Linked DNA regions of Mus musculus: region 1 is linked to region 2. The links are chromatin contacts, called in public HiChIP or PLAC-seq maps. All regions are on one chromosome and are shown on one strand. The core of a region is the stretch at or near the end of the contact, and the rest is flanking DNA. Distances in the headings are between cores, read along the strand shown.

The links. HiChIP or PLAC-seq counts read pairs in DNA pulled down with a chosen protein or histone mark.
Region 1: a contact with region 2 is called in an H3K27ac HiChIP or PLAC-seq map of embryonic stem cells, with 4 times the contacts expected there. The contact joins two enhancer-like sites. A contact is called at or near these places in 2 of 15 datasets of contacts at CTCF or cohesin (the NIH/3T3 cell line and pro-B cells), 26 of 484 Hi-C or Micro-C datasets (the 3T3-L1 cell line, 3T3-L1-derived adipocytes, the AtT-20 cell line and 14 more) and 3 of 115 datasets of contacts at active chromatin or transcription factors (embryonic stem cells and fibro-adipogenic progenitors).

What each region holds. Positions count from the first base shown.
Region 1 is chr6:14,497,213-14,502,890 of GRCm38.p6, forward strand. No RefSeq gene overlaps it. Among named protein-coding and RNA genes, the nearest start is that of Gm23013, 43 kb to the left of the region's middle. Within about 2 kb of position 3,604, at least 8 of the 459 cell types and tissues checked have an H3K27ac peak or open chromatin away from gene starts, as enhancers often do. A contact at or near this core is called in embryonic stem cells, where this site is marked.
Region 2 is chr6:13,745,097-13,750,698 of GRCm38.p6, forward strand. No RefSeq gene overlaps it. Among named protein-coding and RNA genes, the nearest start is that of Bmt2, 70 kb to the left of the region's middle. Within about 2 kb of position 2,990, at least 27 of the 459 cell types and tissues checked have an H3K27ac peak or open chromatin away from gene starts, as enhancers often do. A contact at or near this core is called in embryonic stem cells, where this site is marked.

The DNA of each region.
Region 1 (5,678 bases), core at 2,354-4,853, 750 kb after region 2:
ATGTTAGCATTTTCGATTAAAGAATTCTCTGAGTTCTAGGTCAGCCTGCTCTATATAGAGAGTGCTAGCACAGTTGGATTTACACAGAGAAGTCCTGTCTCAAGACACATAATAAACTAAAAAGTAAAATAAACAACTTGACTCATTTGAATAAATGTATAATAAATAAATTTATGTGAAACAAAACAAAACAACAGCAACAACAAAAAGATGTCCAAGTAGAGAAAGCAGTTCAGAGCAAAAATAGCATAGCTTGAGCCACCATATTACTCAGTTTCAAATGTACTGCTGTGTCTTAGTCACTAAAATAGACTGGTGAAGTAAAAGTTCAAAACCTATAAAGCAACAGGACAGGACACAGGACTAGGGAAAAATGCTCCAAATTTACTATTGGTCATTGTAAAAGTTTCAATTACTCACAATGGGAAAACCAGGTAAATTTTTTAAATAAATGATTTCAGGAAGACATGACATTGCATATGGAATCATGAAACTGGCATGAATGAAGATAGACGTGACAATTAGATGACCTGGAGTGGTGTGTGATTCCTGCTGAATTAACACCAATACACGTATGGCTTCTGACAGATACAAATGATTTTATAGGTTCACTGTGAGCTATGATTAGCAAAGCTACAGGGGGGGGGCACATACTATTGAATGAGTTATTTATTTGCTACTTTGTGGTCATTAAGTCACAGTTTTAGGAATCTGGAATGTCTTTAAGAGATTTTGAAAATAGTCAATGTCTGCTTACTGATTAATGTCTACCTACTTCCACAGTGAAAGGAGAATAGAGAATAAGGGATCATTTACTCAGGTTTTGTTTTCCTTTTCTTTCTTCTATGTGTGCTTTTTTTTTTCTTTAATGGATTAAAGTCTGAAGCGATAAGAAATGTACAACATGAAAATGTAATTAGTAGCTTTCCAGATAAACATGTCAGAACTAAAATCCGGCTAAGAAAACTGACATCCTGTCTGTTCTGTTCTGATGAAATGGATGTTCTCAACTGACATGGGACTGTGAGTTCCAGTTGCACTTAATGAGACAGAAAATGGGGGCAGGAACTTGTATGGCATACATCGTTCTGGGATCAAGGAACAAGGGCTATGTTCATTTGTTTTTCCTCCCAAATAAGAAGTACACCATATTTGAAATCAGCATGTGTTCCCCCCTGTTAAGTTCAGGATGTTTTACAGTTGTGTGTGTGTGTGTGTGTGTGTGTGTGTGTGTGTGTGTGAGAGAGAGAGAGAGAGAGAGAGAGAGAGAGAGAGAGAGAGAAAGGAGACAGAGACAGACAGAGATAGAAATAGACAGAGAGACAAAGAGAGACAGAGACAAAAGGAGACAGAGAGAGACAGAGGCAGACAGAGAGAGATAGAGACAGAGACAGAGATAAAGACCAAGTTTTGAAATGAAATAAAAAGGGAAAACACTCATTGCTCATGGTATCATTATAGAAATTGTTATTAAATACATTAGAATTAATATAAATTTATCAATAAACTTATTTTAGTTCAGTTTTGTCTTAAAATGATTTAAAGCCTTTAAAGCCCTTTTTCTCAAAGTTTATGGATGGAACCAGCTGGGCTGATTATCAGATCACAGATAGCTTGCTCTGCTTCATGCTTCAGGGATAATATTTTTAAAAAGTAGGTATTCAAGACATTCTCATAAATATAGTACATAATAGATTATAATCTTGAAACATAAATGAATTTGTTACCTAAGACATATTTGATTTCATTAAAAGAAAGAAAGAAAGAAAGAAAGAAAGAAAGGGAAGTAAGAAAGAAAGAAAGAAAGAAAGAAAGAAAGAAAGAAAGAAAGAAAGAAAGAAAGAATTTTTTTCCGAGAGCAGAGGTGACAGGAAGGAAGGACTTTTGACACACATTATGTGTAATATGAACAGAACAGTATATACCCTGCCCTGCTCTTAGTTGGAATATTGTACAGAAGTTTTAGTTTCACTCTGGCTCACTAGACATTCAGAGTACAGCCTTCTTATTCATCTTCTGAATAAGAATAAGCACCCAGAAACAAGACATACACCTATAGTTAATTTCCTGTGTGTGTATCAATTATTGTCTGCAGGGATTGGAGTAGATCTGGGCACTGAAATTGGTGTTATTCAACTACTCTTTCTATAGTGATGGACATGTCTTTCCCTATCCAATCCTATCATAGTAGGTGCTAAGAACAAATAACTTAAAATATAGCTAAGAATTTTGAGCAACTGGTCTTTTTATTTGCTGTAATTTTAATGTGGTTAAGTTGACATTCTCATATGTGATTATTGGCTACCATATTTTTATTCAAATGTACTTATGCGAATGGCATAAATCTTCTGAAACCATGGGACATTTTTTTAGCCTTCCTTCATGAACTAAAAGTATGTGTTCTTATACTTCTGTTTTAAAATAAATATCGATTCTTTGTGACTTTCTCATCATACACCCTAGTTAAACTGATTTCCCTATTTATCCATATCTGACTTCTGCCCTTACATCTTCACCTGCAAAAGAAAATAAAAACAAAAATTGAAACAAAACAAAACATGTTGGAAACGGACCTGCGGCTCACATGAACTGGGTTTCACCTGAGAGGCAAACCGGGGCTGAAAAGAGAGGGGAACTAGGCAGTCAAGAGAAAAATGGAGCTAAGTTCCATTTATTCCTGACCAAGGCTTAAAAGTTTAATGGCAAATGCGCTTATAAAGGAGTGGGGGAGTCTCATTCCCACCAATTCATTTTGGAGCCCAGCTGCAGGTGACAATGTGCAGGATAGGGTGTAGTCTCAGGAATAGCTCCCAGGACTCCCAGCAGGTAGCAGTATCTTGAAGAGGAACAGCAACAGTGGCTGAACAATAGAGTGATCTAGGGAGGAAAGCTCCACCCTAGGTAATCTCCTTAGTGGCAGCAAAGTCAAGGTGTGGCTCAGCCTGCTTCAGGCTGGGGGAAGGTTACAAAAACATGTCTGACCTTGGAAGCTGCAGTGTGTTACACTGTGTCACAGTATACATTTTTGCCCAAACAACTTTGCCTGTCAATGTTCATTGTAATGAGTTATTGACCTGGTTCGAGACCTCTGGCTTCTATCAATACTATCAATACTGGATCCTTACCAGGACTTCTCTTGAATATCCTGTTGTTGTCTCATGTCATAGAGATCCTTAGGTTTTGGTTCTATATATCCAGCCCCTTCATGTATTCCAGCAGTTCAGAGATGAGATAGATGTTGGGGTGGACAAACTTAAAGTCCTGGATCTGGGCCTGGGTGGTAGTTGAGTTGGTCAGTCCATCAGTTGTTCTCTACCTGTATCATCTGGGTCATTTCTTCCACATCAATTCCACCAGGGTCAGCTCCCCAGTTCTCATGCCCTAGGGCCTGTCTGTCTGTGCCCATACCACCAGGATCAACTCTTATCTTAGAGATGCCCAGGTGAAGTGAGGGGCCTGATCTCCCAAATGCTGCAACTGGTGAAGAGCAAGGCCAGTTCTCTTGCACCAATCAGGACATGGTTGGGGCTAGCTCTCTTGAACCCAGCCACCAGGGTTAGCACTACTGTGCTGCTCAGGCAGAGGGACAGGACCAGCTGTCTAATACCCATGCCCTTGGGGCAGGCTCCCTGGAGGAATACCGTCCATCACAGGCAGCTCTACTGTGCAGTCAGGGCAAGGAGTTTTCCTAGCTTTGTGCATCCCTCAGACATCAATATGGCACCAGGTTGCAGTGACATCTGTGCGATGACAACTTGGTCCACAGAAATCAACACAGCATTTAATAAGTTTGTTTTTCTTTCAAGTTTGGTTTGGTTCCTAGAATGCACATGGTAGCTAACAGCTATAACTCCAGTCCTAGTGGGTACCACACCCTCTTCCTGCCTCAGTGAGCTTCTGCATGAACATTATGTATATAAGCACATATTATAAAATAAAAAGTAATAGTTTTTAAAACATAAAAAATATCTAATAATACCATTATCACAAATCAAATGAAGTAATAAAATTTATTATGTAATACTTTTTTTCTAAATTTTCTTGTTATCAAATTCATCTTCTTATAGTTTGATTTGAAAACTTTCAGCAAGATACAGCAAGATAGCAACTGCATTTGCCTCATATGACTCGTTTTGTTTTGTTTTGTTTTGTTTGTTTTGTTTTGTTTTGTTTTTCCAGACAGGGTTATAGCCTGTATAGCCCTGGCTGTCCTGAAACTCACTTTGAAGACCAGGCTGGCCTCGACTCAGAAATCTATCTGTCTCTGCCTCCCGAGTGCTGGGATTAAAGGCATGTGCCACCATACCCAGCTCTCATATGACTCTTAAAATGTCTTTTAAAAAATAGTGTAATGAGCCTCCATTTTTTAAAAAAATTAAAGCCCACAATACAATAATTTAAACACTGGGTACTATCTTGTACAATAGATTTCTAGGTTGAAAGTAGTAGAATATATTTTTATAACATATCAACGTGCATAATTGAATTACTCATCAGTAATTCCCCATTTCTTCTTTCTCTCTGGTATGATTTGGTTCCATGTGTTTGACTCTCAAATATATATTAGAAATGAGGCTATGTAATTTATTCTTTTATTACTATCTTATTCCAGTAAGAGGGTCTTAGATTTTCAAACATATTATACAACACATGACAAAATTTTTTTCTTCTCTTCAATGAATGATATTTTTTGCAAGATGCCTTCTGTATTTATCAGTGGATAGTTGACTGAATGATTATGGTGCTAGCTCTGGTACCCAGAGGTTCATGCATGCTGTGCGCAGGCTTTTCAGTGAGCTGTATTCCCTTCATACCCTTTATTTAATGATATACATCTCTCAAAGTAACTCAGTTGTGTGTGTTTAAGGGTCTGGATACTGAGTTTGATTAGTGATGTTCTTTTTGTGCTATTTAATGTTTGCCTTTTCTATCTTCTCCATTATTTGAAGTGTCTGCTACAGGCAATTTTGTTCTACTCCACACCTCCTTCAGCAGGTCTTCCTCACTGTGGCTCTCTGGAAGATGTTCAAGTTCTGCTCCATAAATTAAGCCTCTGAAATCGAAACAACTCAGAGCCTTTGAAGCTCACTGAGGAGTTAACTGTGAAAATGGAGTACTGTGAAGGCTTTTCAAAATATATTCACTGTAAGAAGAGATTAGTCTTCCAAGTATAACCTCTGTTTCATTTATAAGACTTGCATAGTTCTAGAGAAAAAAAAATGGATTGAGACACCACTAGTGTTTTAACAAGTGTCACACTCATAATGTTTCTCAACCACTACCACATCCTTTACTTCAAACATGACTTTGTTACCTCAACTGCTGCATGATAACTTCTACGAGGAGAAGGAATGACAATATTAGGAGTTTTACTTTTTATAATACAGAATCATTAACATTTATGGAATGGTCCTATGCGTAGGAAACTAGATATTTGTTTGGATTATCCACTTCAGACAACATTTACAATAAACCTATGAGTGGATTACCAACATGTCCATTTTACAAATGGACAAACTGAAGTACAAAGCTATTAAGACTTGCTTGGGGCCGGGGAGATGTCTCAGTTAGTAGAGTGCTGGCATTGTAGCACAAGGGTGATAGATTTTGATGGCCAAAACTCATGTTAAATTAAAAGTGGGAAAAAGCATTCTTTGTGGTATTCGCTTATATTCCCA
Region 2 (5,602 bases), core at 1,740-4,239:
CCAGAGGTAATTTTCAGGAAAAAGTGATCTCCAATGGCTGTTTTAGTGGTTAGACGTTTGGCATCTAACCCAAAGATTTTACTTTAGCTGCTTTCTTTGTGGATTCATTGATAGATAAAGCCAGTCATACTGAGATGTATTCATTATTCTTTGAGGAGGCTTCCACTTAACTTAGACCTTGTGTCTACTAGCAAGATGTGTTTTGCTAGATTTTCCCCTTCCTGTAGTCATCTGAATAGTTTCAGCTTAGTGTCACATTTCTCCTAGTGGTTTCTTTTACAAGTTATAGGAGAAAACTCACAGGATGATGTTCATGGGGCATCATGAATGTAGATTTTCAACCTCAGAACGACATATAATTTATAGAGATTGCCCTGTGCAATGTATGATGTTAGGCAGCAGGCCTTGCTACTATCCACTACACCTATAGAATATTTCTATGGCTACCCAAAATGTCTCCAGGTATATTCCAATAACCCAGTGAGGCAAAATTGTCTTTTGCTGGGATCCAGTCTTGGATTTTGATCAAGTTCCTGTGTCTGTGACATCAAAAAAATATTCAGATTCCATTTTCTGTTCACTTTTTTGTTGTTGTTTTTTTTTTTGTTTTTTTTTTTTTTGTTTTTTGAGACAGGGGTCTGTTCACTTTTCAACACTTCCACTTTCTATCTTTGTTCCACCCACAATCACTTCTTACCTGTGTTCTTGATAAATTTCTAACCAGACTTCTGATATCTGCCTACCTTACACTTTTGTATTTTCAGTCCTTTCTGAATCTAGCATCCAAGATGATGAGTTCAAAACATGTCATGTATGACATCTGTTTGTAGCTTCCCTAGGACTTCTCATTTCCTATGAAATACAACGACCTTTGAGGTACGTGCACAACAATAGCAGACCAGAACTTGTTTCATATATCTCCACCTCTGTCAAAAATTGGGACCAGTAAAGGAGACACAGCAGGTGCACCAACAAAATGCCTCTGTGAAAGCTCAGAGCTTTCTGCAAGTTGTTGTTAAAGTTGTTTTCAGACTAATTTTGCCATATAATAAATAAATAAATGTCACAGGTTATCCTTCTCTTAGGTAGTCTTCCAGTCAAGTCATCAAACTGCTCACTAGACCTTACATAACTGTTTTCTCTACTTGTAAATTAAGTTCTAAGTTGGAAGGATGAGGATTTACTAAGAGTTTCTTTAAACTAAAGCAGTAGGTTCTAGGTGCTAATCCATGTGTTCTAAAAATTGTTTTTAAACAACAATAATATCGGTAAAAGTAGAAACTTCAGAGGGAGCTATACTGAGATACTTTTTATTTAGATTTGTGCAGCACGAGGAGCCATTTCATACAAGCTTTTCTGTAATATTCAAGAGTATCTTCAAGAACTTCGGTAACTTGGCACTATAAGATAACACAATTTCATAATTTAAAAGCACACTGTGGGAATATTAGAAACAGTTTAAAAAGATTAAGCGATGGGGGAAATCACTATCAGAACCAAGAAATTTCCTTTCCCAAGATCACGAGATAATAAAATCCTAAAGACAGAGAAAGTATGAAGGACAGCCAGAGGTGGCAACGGTACAAAAAGTTGTCACTTTCATAAGCAAAAAAATGTTAGCAATCTGTTAGAATACAGAAATGGCAGTGGCCCCTCCCACAACCCGAAAGATCACACGAAGCTCTGCTAGTTTGCTTCTGTCTCTCCATATGGGAAAATATAAGTAACTGGATAATCTTCAATCAGAAGAAAGCATAAATCCCCAAAGAATAAGTCATCAGAAGACATATAAAGATGCTCAATATGTTCTAAATGGGAATGCAGATATGAAAATACATAGTCAATTTCTTTTTTAGCTGTGTGTAATAGGGTGGAATTAAGCAAAAGCAAACTGGAAAGCAAAAGATCCCAGAGAACATTTTGATGACAAATGGAAATATCTTATTGCATAGCAAGGGCCCTGGAACAGAGCAGAATATGAAACGAAACTAAGAATACTCAGCAAAGCTTCCCAAGGGTACAGCTCTTCCAACGAGAGATTGTTCCCTGGGCTTCCTGGCACATCACACACTGCTATTTTTGCAGGAGTTTTGTGAAATGTCATTAATTTTTAAAAATTTTTATTTATTTTTTACTTTGACAATCTGTTTCTTGGACATCATACTTCTCTTGGGAGATGATACATGATAAGTGGACAGAGCATGTTGGCACATTCGCCCTTAATGTTAATCCCCCACTAGAAATTGGGCTTATTTTTTCCCCAGGCTTTTGGCTCCGGATACTGTCTTTGCAGCCATAGAAAATAATGGCATGTTTCACAGACAGTTGCAAAAGTAAACTTCCTCCAATAACATTCTAGAAACTGGATTACTAAATTAAAAAAAAATGTAATCTAATAAAAGGCATGGTCCAGAAAGACATTTGTTAAATGCATTCATTAATAAAACCACATTTTCCTCACCCCAGAGACCTCATAAATGGTGGTATGGTCTCCATCTAGCCCGCCAAAGTTATTTAATTCGCAATGCAGTTGAAATGGAATGTTCTCTAAATCAGATACATTATGGGGTAAGAGGGCCTTCAGGGAGACTGAGTTTGGAGGCACCAAGAGGAATAGCCTGGGAATCTGATTGCTACTATATAAATTGTTTTGTAGACAATTGAATTTCAAATCTGGACTCAGGATGGCCAGACCTTAACTACAATGTGTTCTGGGAAACTGAGGGATTGGGAAAGAAAAAATGGAGGACTTAGAGGAGGCATTTTAGTAACAAGAAGAGCTTACACACATTTTTTTTTTTTAATCAGCCTGAGGGTGAAGAGGTTCTTTTCTGTCAGCGCTGGGAAGTCACCAGGAGGGCTTCTCACTCTTCCGCCAAGCTCTCCTAGAAATTGCTGCTTTATTTTAGGCCCACAATCCTCTGCAGAGCTCCTGCAGTTCTGTATGTGGTACACCCATCGCACAGAGTGTGCTTTGTTCCTTATCTTTTCAAGGAGCTTAGAGAGAGAGAGAGCGCGTGCAGATTTGGAAGATACATTGTTGCCCTCGGGAAGGCAGTCAGAGCCGCTGATAGCGCTGGAAAATAGAGATGGTGTCCACCAAAGCTGGGGGTGGGCACCCACAGGCTACTCTCCTTAACAACTCTATGGGAACTGGGGCGTTGAGTTCAAATGCAAATACTCTTCCAGACTAGTGCTATTGTTCTGAGCAGTAAACTGCCTTTGTTATCTACCTTTATACACTAGAGCTTGGCAGGCTAACTTAACATGCATTAGCTTATTGCTTTTTTTATTAAAATAAAGGCATCCTATTTTGATTCTGATTGAGATCTAGGCTTATTTTAAATGTAACACCTATTTCTTATGGACAATAGTTTGTTCACTTAAATCCTAAATCATCTGGCATAAGTAACTGGGTGGTTTTCACATATTTTTTTATTTATTTATTTATTTATTGAAAAGAAAGCCAGTAAGATCCAAAAAAAATTTGGTTGGGGAAAATAAAAGACCTTATTTATTTATTTATTTATTTATTTATTGAAAAGAAAGCCAGTAAGATCCAAAAAAAATTTTTGGTTGGGGAAAATAAAAGACCTTAACAACCACAATTAAAAACCAAGTAAAATAGAGGATTGTTCTGAACTGACATGTCTTCAGAAAACTACAAATGGCTAACAAACATAGGTAAGAAGAGTCTGCTGTTTCTAGCTACTAACGAAATATGCATTAGCCCCTCCCCAGTTAGAATGGCTATTAGCAACAAAGGCTAGGGAGGAGATTAACTAGTGTAAATTAGTCCAGGCCTGGGGAACAGTTTGGAGGCTCTTCAAAAGTTAAAAATAGATCTGCCTAATTTGATGTAGTTATCAAACTTATAAATAAAGATCCAGGGGAAATGGCGCCAGCATAGCAATAAGAAAGCTGCTCTCCTGCCTTTATTCTGTCACCAGTCCTGATAAATAATAAATGACATCTAACTAGATCCTCTGTTAGAATTCTGTCTAAGCCCCCGTGTGCCTGACTCACTATAAAAGGAGTTGCTTGCCCACTCCTTGCTCTCTTGCTCCTCCCTTGTCCTTGCTCTTCCCTTCCTGTTCCTGCCTTTCCCCATTCCCTTACCCCCTCTGTCTACCTGCTCATGGCCGGCCTCTACTCCTTTATTTCTCCTCTCTCTCTCTCTCTCTCTCTCTCTCTCTCTCTCTCTCTCTCTCTCTCTCCCTCCTTCCCTCCCTCCCTCCCTCTCTCTCTGCCTCTCTCTGCCTCTACTACCCTCTTAACTCCCCTCTCCATGATCTTAATAAACTCTATTCTATACTACCCGCCATATGGCTGGTCCCTCAGGGGGAAGGCTGCGGTTAGCGTTCTGTCTAAACTCCACCCCACAGTTACCTGGCAACAGCCAGGTGTGCTCCTCCCTACAAATTACCTGGCATCAGTCAGGTAGGCCTGGCCCACTATAAAAGGGACTGCTTGTCCCCCTCCTCTTTCTCTTGCTTTCTTACTCTTTCTTCCCTCTTGATCCTCTCTTGCCCTCGTGGGCTCTTCCCTTCCTGCCTCCTTTCCCCATTCCCTTCCCCCTCTCTCCATGTGATCCTGGCCAGCTTCTACTTCTCTACTCTCTCCCTCTCTCTACCTCTCTCTGCCTCTACTACCCTTTTAACTCCTCTCCCTATGCCCTGAATAAGCTCTATACTATACTTACTATACCATCTTTTGGCTGGTCCCTCAGGGGGAAAGGATGTCTTGGCATGGTCCCGCTGAGGCACCCCTCCCCCTCACCTCACCACAGCCCCATAGAACATATCCCCCCACCTCTTTATCTTTTTATAAACACATCACTCTCAGTCAATGAATAAGGATAATGTGTATATAGATAAACAATACTGTATTAGTCAACCTTAAGGAACCTTGTCATTTGTAGCAGTATGTACTATAACTATAATAAGCCAGACACAGACAGTCATGGATCCCACTTGTTCATATATGGAAGCTAAAATAAAAGGCAACAAGAGTGTTTGGTAGTGATTAGTGTGTGGGAGGGGTCCACTAAGGGGTTGGTAAGTATTTCTCTACACAGTTGTGGAGAGGGAACAAGTCCTGGTGTTTAGTAGCACAGTGAGAAGCTTATTGTTTGTAATAACTTACTGTATATTATGAATACCTGGATGAGAAAAGCTCAAAGACTCCAAATGCAAATTTGAGTGAAATGCAAACCAGGGAAGAGGTGTTTACTTTCATTTGCTTAGTGATTGCAGTATGTATATACCACACTGAATAGTTATATTTGTATAGTTAATGTATTAGTGCACATGTGTGCACATTTGTGTGTGTGTGTGTGTTGCAGGAAGTGGAGTCAGCTCAATATACCATAATGAGAAAATAATAAACTAACGAATATTATGTGGAATTAGGTGTATGCCTTAGAAAAGTCCTTTAAGTGAAGGTTAGAAATTAACTGAGAATGTTGATTTTTATACCATGTGAAAAATGTTTTCAGTATAATGATTCTAAGTTTACATGTGATTCTACTGTTTTTTTAAATGTAGTTTATTGTTTTTCAGTTCTGTATTTGTAGAAGTAAAAAAAAAAAGAAAAGAAAAAA